Regions from separate parts of the Mus musculus genome. Here region 1 is linked to region 2. The links are chromatin contacts, called in public promoter capture Hi-C maps. All regions are on one chromosome and are shown on one strand. The core of a region is the stretch at or near the end of the contact, and the rest is flanking DNA. Distances in the headings are between cores, read along the strand shown. Region 1 holds the start of Akap7 (A kinase (PRKA) anchor protein 7). Region 2 overlaps Epb41l2 (erythrocyte membrane protein band 4.1 like 2).

Evidence for each region. Promoter capture Hi-C pulls out the DNA fragments that hold promoters and counts their contacts.
Region 1: a contact with region 2 is called in a promoter capture Hi-C map of pre-B cells, with 3 times the contacts expected there. The contact joins the promoter of Akap7 here to the enhancer-like site in region 2. A contact is called at or near these places in 25 of 39 promoter capture datasets (the 3T3-L1 cell line, 3T3-L1-derived adipocytes, the C10 cell line and 15 more), 2 of 15 datasets of contacts at CTCF or cohesin (the NIH/3T3 cell line and large pre-B cells), 19 of 484 Hi-C or Micro-C datasets (B cells, CD8 T cells, bone marrow-derived macrophages and 13 more), 19 of 115 datasets of contacts at active chromatin or transcription factors (the 230-238 cell line, SST interneurons, bone marrow-derived macrophages and 9 more) and 4 of 9 other capture datasets (adipose tissue, liver, macrophages and 1 more).

The regions. Positions count from the first base shown.
Region 1 is chr10:25,294,795-25,298,893 of GRCm38.p6, reverse strand. It overlaps Akap7 (A kinase (PRKA) anchor protein 7), which reads left to right and starts at 1,815. Exons shown (of 8, transcript NM_001379238.1): 1 at 1,815-1,966. It overlaps Gm40617 (predicted gene, 40617), which reads right to left and starts at 285. Exons shown (of 6, transcript NR_166644.1): 1 at 77-285.
Region 2 is chr10:25,402,142-25,406,531 of GRCm38.p6, reverse strand. The region is part of intron 1 of Epb41l2 (erythrocyte membrane protein band 4.1 like 2); the gene reads right to left. Among named protein-coding and RNA genes, the nearest start is that of Epb41l2, 45 kb to the right of the region's middle. Within about 2 kb of position 2,526, at least 55 of the 459 cell types and tissues checked have an H3K27ac peak or open chromatin away from gene starts, as enhancers often do. A contact at or near this core is called in the 230-238 cell line, centroblasts, hematopoietic stem and progenitor cells and 3 more, where this site is marked.

The sequences.
Region 1 (4,099 bases), core at 566-3,065, 110 kb after region 2:
CGCTAAACAACCACAGCATGTATGTAGAGCAACTAGCCCAGACCCATGCAGGATCTGTGAGCCTCTATGAACCAACCCTGCTTAGTTGATTCTGTGGGTCATGTTCTCCTGGTGTCCTCCACCTCACTGGCAGAATCCTCCAATTCTTTCTTCCCCTTTTCCTCAGGGCTCCCCAAACTCTGAGGGGGAGAGACTGGAAGGAGACTTCCAAGTAGAGAGCTTTCAGCTCAAGTTTGGTGTGGGTCTCTGCATCAGCTCCCATCAGCTGCCAAAGGCAGCCTCTCTGATGACGATTGGGCTAGGCACTGATCTATGAGTACAGCGGAATATCATTAGGAACCATTTGCGATTTTCTTTTTCTTATCAAAGGTCTCTGGGCTGTCCAGCCTCTGGTTCCTGGTCATGCTGTAGTATCAAGCATGGGCTTCCTTTTGTGGCGTGAGCTTCAGACTAGAGCAGTCACTGGTTGGCCACTCTCCCAAGATCTTTGCCTCCTTTGCCCCAGCACATTATTTCAGACAGGGTAGATTGTAGGTGAAAGGTTTGGGGGCTGGGTTGGTGTTCTGGTTCCTCCACTGAAGTTATATCCCAAGGCTAAGGATTACACCACAGATGTGTGGTTAAAATAGAAACACAGCGCTTTGGTTTTGTTTTGTTTTTAAAAGGAGGGAAATCCAGGAGTGGGCTCTTGAGCTGAAGGAAGACACCTCGCCCCCAAGCATCAGACCACACATGAGGTGCAGAACCCACGTCTCCCAGGTCTGTAGCGTCCTTTGTGAAGCCCGAGGAGGGGGGAGTGGGGGTAGTGCTCTACTCTTTGCAAACTGGCTGTCAACCTTGCTGTGTCAGTGCACTGCTCCTACTCCCCAGTTACATAAATACACCTTTAAAACAGAGTGGGGAGTAATCCTTACAAAGAGAAATGTATAGTCTACTTCCAGCAGGAAAAGGGAGGGCAAAGAGTTGTTTCTCTGTCTACTGCGTAAAGTAATCCTTATGCTTAAACGTCTTATCTGTACCCTGTCCAGTCCAGCTAGCATCGGCTGGCCTTTGAGGATCCTCTTGCCGCAAGCTCCCTTACTTATTTTTCGTTCTTTCTCTGTGATTAGATAGCCTGCTCCTTTAAAAAGACCGTTTTCCGTGAAGATCCACAAAAAGGGGCTAAGCAGGGAATTCTTCAAAGTTCCCTACCAGCTTTAAGGGCTACAGCTGTGGAGAAGAGACACACCACCATATTTTCTTAAATTAAAATTACATTCCCCAACAAACCAGCAGTAATACCACCATTTGCCCCCAGCCCGGAAAAAAACAGTAGCATTCTTTTCTACAAGACATATTCATATTTTAACTATTAAAAAAAATAGTTTTCTCTTATTTTATTCAGATACTGAGGAGCCTTGCCTGCAAAAAATTTGTAGATGATTTCATTTAACAATTCCAACTTTTAGCTCTTAAACTGCTGTTGAAAATGCTACTTTTGGGGGGGGGGTAATGGCAAGTAAATAAAAGCATCTCATTATAGCGACGTTCAAGGTCTCGCTATTGTATTGTACATTTTGCTCAGCCCGCCTATTTTGCAATCAGATCTGTGTTTCCAAAGCTCCACGCTAAAGCAAACACACGGGTTCTCAAGGGACAGCGGGCCAAGGAATGCTCTCTGGATCCCTGGCTCGCCCCTCCGAGCGTGGGACGGGAAGGGCCGCGCCGCAGGAAATAACCGAGGGCGGCCAGAGGTCGGAGCCCGAGCCCAGCACGGCCCCGGGGACCGCCCCGATCCGGGTATCCACGCCTCGCCGGGCCGGCCCCTTCCGGCTCCTCCTGAAGCGGCGGGTGCCGGGGATGCTGCGACTCGCGGGGCGTTGCGCCTCCGCAGGCCTGGCCGCCGCGGCCCGCGCCCCCGCCGTCCCGCGCGCCCCGGGCCCGCGCCTCCGTCTCTGCGCCGCGACCATGGAGCGCCCCGCCGTGGGTGAGAGCGCTCCGCCCTGCGCGCCCCGGGGCGGCCTCTGCCGTGGGGCGTGCTCGCCCGCCCCGCTCCGCCTCCCAGGCCGCCCGCAGCCCCACGCCCCTCGCGATCGACCCTCCCCCTACACCCTGGGCATCCCGGTCCAGCCCGGTAGTCCGGGCAGTTTGGTTGCATCCGTGGGTCTCCGTGCACCACTCCACTCCTCGAACCGAAAGGGGTGTACACACAAGTTGTTGTTTCTCTTACCTCTTCCTATCTTGTGACCCATGACCCAGAGTTTTGCAGCACATCCTTTCCTACTGTGTTGGGGAGGTTAACAAAATCAAGGGGGGAAAAAAAAAACTCCGTTTTATTTACCTAATTATTTTTTAAAATGGCAAATAGAAGCCTCTGAACACTGTCTTGTCTCATTTAGGGTTTTACTCGAGGCTTGGCAAGGCACACTTTAAAACGGGCGCCAATCTGCTGGCGCCCAGGATGTACTTCAGCTTGGGTCAACTTTCGTTGTATGCTGAACCTGGGTAGGAATTAGAGGTTGGACTCGGAGGGAAAGGGACTGGGAAGTAAGGGGAAAAAGGTGTTCTACAAGAACACCTACATGTATACAAAGCGTAAGAATATTAAAATAGGCAGTCCAAGCATGCTATGTAAATACTTTATATGTATGTAAATATAAATCAGGTGAATAATGTACATGCGTTTATAAATTTCATGTGAATGCAATTACTCGTATCACGTGAGGAGATGCCCAGAGTGTCCCTGCTTGAGATGTTTTTATAAGGTTACAGGAGTGTGGGTAATAGGCAGAAGGGAATAGGGTAATAGTTGGAAAGAGAGGACTCTTCTCACCTTTTTACACCGTGTGGCTTTGCAGTTTGGGATGCTGTTAGCGCATCGTTTCCCTATAGTGACAAAGCTTATGGCACTTGTCCAGTTTACTGGGTCCTTCCATTCATGTAGTGTCGATTTGTCAATTTCTCCTTAATAATTTGGATTGCTCCCTCTTCATGAGGCGCAAATGGAAGCACACTGGGTAAGTGGCCTGGTTGGCATGAAGTTTAAACATTTCTGGAGACCTACTCTGCTGTTTTACGTAGCTAGTCGAAGTAGATAGACCGTAATGAATGACAGGCCCATTCCATAGCTGTTTACAGTGCTGGGGAACCAGAAGAGAGTCTTGCCCAATGAAGGTGTGTTTTGTTGTTCAGATAGGAAACTTACTTTGTAGGACTTGGGCAGTCTGTCTGTCTGTCTGTCTGTCTTTTTTGTTTTCTGTTTGCTTGGCTTTGGTAGTGTTTGCTGAAGTGTCCCTGTGATCTGAGGATTTGAATGCATTTACTTTCTTGGCTTGAGAAGATTCTTTACATACATTCATGGTTTTTCTTACAAAAGCAATATTCACTTTAGAAACAACCTAGTACAGTGGTTGGAAAGTATTTGGCATTCAGAAACACTTCAGCTTTTATTCTTCCTTTCCTACCCGTACGTCTTGGGAACATGCAGTTTTCTAGCTACTTTTTGACTTATGCTTGTTTTTGTAACACTGGGGATAAAGCCTAGGGCTTTGTGTATGCTAAGTCAGCATGACCTTGACTGCGTATCTGCTTGTTAGAGAGTCGCCTTTCCCCCTGTTGTTAGACTCCTCATACCGGTGGTTTTCAGTCACCAGAATGATCATGCACTGTTTAGTTGTTTCTCTGTTAGACATTTAAATTAGTTCCCCTTTTCTCTTTGCTTCAAGCAAGGTTGCGAGGAGGCCTGTTTGAGTGTATGTGAGAGGAACCCAGATTTCAGTAAGACATTTAGGCCATCTTCCGTGCTTCTCACCTGTTGACCCATTGCTTCCTGCCTCAGTTTACAGTGCTGCCATCAGTATATGGTAAAGAGTGATTCTGGAAACTGTGGGTCATGTGACATGTTCACGTGATCCGAATGTTAGCTCCTGAATCTACTTTACTTGTGGGCAGGTTCCTAAGTCGGTGCCTGGTGTAATACTAGTCTTCCCTATAACAGAGTTGTTAAGGTTTAAATGAGTTACTTAGCAAAGTGCGCGTGCCTGGCATAAAGTACCCATTACAATGTTGGCTAGTAATGCTGGTAATGCTAATGTCTAATTAGCAAAACTAGTAATTCTAG
Region 2 (4,390 bases), core at 1,277-3,776:
AAGGGTCAGAACATCTTCAGTAAGACATGAAAAGAGCCCTTGACAGCCCCCTCTAGGAAGAAGGGAGAGGAATAAAGAGAAGGGGATGGAACAAGAGAACAACAACCTTGTTCCTGTGTGGAAAACCTGGCATGGTTAACAATGCTGAGCCAAATTTAAGAGCAGAGTAAATGGCAGAAGAATATGTGTGAACAACAGCCAATGGAATTAGAAAGCTACAAATTCTTATAGGAATTCGGTAATATATAGGCAAATACATTCCAGAATAAAACATAGGTGAGATGTGAGTTACTTCATCAAAACATTTTTTTAAAGCTCTCAAGTATGCTGGAGAGGTGGTGGCCAGTAAAGTGCTTGCTGTGAAAAGACCGAGTTGGATCCCCAGCTCCACACTGGGGGGAGGGGGAGGGGGAGGAGGGGGAGCACAGTGTGCACATAAAGCTTCCAGGACTCTAACAGAGTAGAAAAGAAAAATATCCAAGATTCACATGCTAAAGGTAAAACACGCTTTAACTCCAACTCCTTTCAAGTCTCTACCAATAACTCAAAGGGGCAACAAAGCAGCCGAATCATAGCACTTCTCAAACCTGCCCCTCAGGTGAAATCCCAGAGTAGCTGTGTCTGGGGGGTCTCAATTGTTTATTTTTTCATACTCAGAGTGACAGAGGGACTTACCTCTCTGCGGTCAATGATCTCTAATTTACTCTAGAGCACACTCACACTTGCCAAACTCTCCCGCTCAGTGAGGCCACGCAGCGCACCGTGTGTACTTACAGGTGTCCGGACTGCACGGGCTGAGTCTAGCCTGCCTCTGAGAGTAACTGCCATCACCAGCAATGCACTGATCTTGCTTTACCTTCTTCATCTAGAGGGAAGACAACTGACAACTACTCGTTACTTAGTGTACCTTAAAGGTGTAAGTATTTTCAAAAGAGTCTGGCATGGCAAGCTACAGACAAAGACAGAGTGAGTGAAGAAAGATATCTAAGCCAAACACACAGCTAAGACCCACTTTCCAAAGCGTACACGAATGTGTTTATAGAGCATTTACTCCATAAGCTATGACTGCATAGCACAAGGATAAAAACAACATATTAATAACAATTACATGTAAAGGGAGGAATAAGACTGGCACATTATTTAAGACTCTCTGCATTGCAAAGTCTATCTAATACACCTCCGGTAAGCAGATCCAATCTCTCAAGTCCACACTTGACATTTAACAAAGTTCTTCAACCTTTAGAAAATAGGCTGGTTATCAATAGCTCTCTCAGAAAAACTGAAAATGTGGTCTTCAGGTGAGGGAGGGAGAAGAGAAGGAGAAAGGGAGAGAAAGAAGAAAAGGAGGGAGGGAGAGAAGAAGGGAGGGAGGGAGACACACACACACACAGAGTGAGAGCGAGCACCAACTGTTTTCTCAACTTCTTGTCTCTGAAGAGTCTGAAATCCCTGCCTCACCTAGTGTCTTCTCCCAAACTGTCTTGCAAGTGACACGGCTCACAGCTCACGGAACCTATAGCTGGAGTTCTATCCCATGCAGTTTTCAAAGCCTGCTGCACTGTCATCCCCTGCTCACACCCAGAACTGACTCCGTGCAGCATCTCCCAGCAGTACCTCACCACACCGCTTCCTTTAGACAAGGGCAGACCACATAGGGAAAAGACAGATGATCTGGTGGCTGTGGGGGTGATGTCACTATCAGCCCTGGCTCTGAACAGCCCACCCAAGGCTGCCTACCAAGGAAATGGCTCTTCTCCAAGCCCTAAGAGCCTCACTCAGTGAACTGCGCTCCGCTTTCAACTTTTCACAGAACACAGCATCAAATCCTGCTAGGACAATCTTAGAAGGACCAACCATTCTCAGCTCTCTTTATTGGGTAGCAGGTCTCAGAGGGACTGGGTTTTGTACTTCTATTTACAGGCAGTTCCTGAGACTAAAAACTGATTTGGGGGCCTTTGGGATTTAAAAAAAAAAAAAAAAAAAAAAAGGACAGCACAGCACATCGTTAATCCTTATCTCACCAAAACCAGACAGTAAGCATCTTAGAGAACACGCCGGCTATGGGCCTTGCCTATCAACGTAGGCTAAGGAAATCTGTCTGTCTCCAATGGCTTATCTCCATCATCAACTCAACTGTCTGTGACAGTGTTCCAGAGATGTGTGGCAGAGCCCCTGACTTCCCCATGCAAATGAAGCGTTCTAAACGCAAACACCTGCACTCACTACCCACACTCCTGCTTTCCCCACGGGCCAGGACAACCATGTGTTCCTACTTGGAAATCAACCTCTGACGGTTTTCCTCTTCTCACCATTCCCATTTCCTGTTCCCACAGTCACCCCACCTTCCAAGCTTCCCCAACTGTGACCCAGAAATATTTACTGTCTGATGCAACTCACAAAAGCATAGCAAACGCCACCGCTTTACCGGAAACCGTGTTTTCAAATGAACGGCCTTCCCTCTCCTTCCTCTCCCTCATTCACATAAGGGTTTTATAAGCACCATGTGGTCGTGAGTCTCATATTATTTACTGTTCCCCTTTAAGACCCTCAAAATAACTCTCTTGAAAACCCAGTCCACAGCTGCAACCTCACCACAACCTCAGCTTCTGGTTCTCCCTATCTTTTCAATGCAAACCTCAAACACCAATTCCAACACTTGCTTGACCGACCATAAGGAGTCTATGCCCCTACTCCCCTCCTGAAGCAGCTTGGATCCCAAACGTCATCAGCGTGGCACCTTAACTCCTTGCCCACTCTTGCACCACCCAGGTTTAGAGCTGCCCACACCCAGGTCATCTAACCCACCTATTTCATGTATGAAAGCCTCAACGAATGAAAAGTATATTTTTTGTTAAACCATCATAGAAACTGTTCTCAGTCTCGGTATTCAGGCAAGGCAACTCTTTACTCAAAACACTCAGGAGGCTGAGGCAGGACTGTCATAAGTTCAAGGCAAGCTTGAGCTAGAGAGGGAAGCCCTATCTCAAAGACAAAGAAAATAAATTATCTGACAGTTACAAACCTTAACAGGACCTTTGCTGATCCCAGAAAGTCCTACCAAGTTCTTGAGTCATACTCATTTCCACAATCACAGACATCAACTTTCTATCTGTACATACTTTAAAAAAAAAAAAAATGTCAAACTAAGCCATCCTTCAATGGAAGAGAATCTGATATCATCTCTAGCAAACTCTATACAATGCCAGACACTTGAGGAGAGGAAGAGGGAAGGGAGAGTGTGAAGGGCACAGAAGGATTTATTTGCCCATCAACTGAAGGCTGAACTCTCATAACACCAAGCTCAAGGGTGCATAGCTGCTTAGCAAGAGAGGAACCTTTACTCTCAAACAGTGGCTCTATTTTCTTCCCTAAATGATGGTAATATTTGTTGTATTCTCTTTCAAAGTAGTTCGTGTGCAGCCATGCCTTGCTTGTCCAATCACTGCTGGGTATAACAGCTTATTGTTTAACTATAATCTGTCTAACCATGCAAACACTTGGGCAATCAGGCATGGTCAATTTGCAAGAGTCAAGTCCAATGCCCTACTAATGGGCCTCTCAATGAAGGAATAACTTTCCCACAATTTATCTCTCATTTGAATCCAACTGTCTATGCTTTCACATATTCCAAAACAATCAAAATAACAACACACACTTGTTAGTTACTCTAACATGTAATATTTATACACATAAAAGATTAAACCCGAGAAAAAATTAAGTTGTCTCTCTGAAATTCAAGTCAGTACAAGTGCAGGCTGAGGCAGTCAGTCTACCTGCGCACAGCACAAGGAACCACCCAGCTCAGAGCTCAAGGGCGCTCAAGCTCCAAGACTGGATCTCTTCTGGCCTCAAGGATCATTTCCGTCACTCTCAGACCCAGCTCCTCCTGACAGGTAAAGATGGAGAGGGAGGAGAGAAGGGGAGGGAGGAAGGGTAAACCCAGGATTAGCATCCACTCTGAAAAATTGCCACTACAAAAAGATGCGTGCAAAGCTGCCAAAGTAGAAAGAAGAGTGGGCCAAAACCAGGGCTGTAAACAGGAGAAACAGGGGGCAAGAAAAACTGGAAGAACAAAAATTACTCAAGGAAACTTTACCACAACCAATCAAAACGCAGCATGTGAAGCCCAGTCAAGGAACACGTCTACAAAACAACTTGCACACCTAAGGCTAGGGGAACCCTGGTGAAGAGGGTCAGAAAAGACTGGGCGAGCCAGAGGATCTCTTCTGCAAGCCTGTTTCTCCTAGTAATGCCAGTGGCTGCACACACACTCTCACCAACGTGCGTGGCTGCCTAAACACAACCGAAGAAGGACAACAACAGACATGCCAAAATGACACAGGAAAGCCCACAGCCCTCAACCCTACACTAAGTAGTACAGTCAACTATG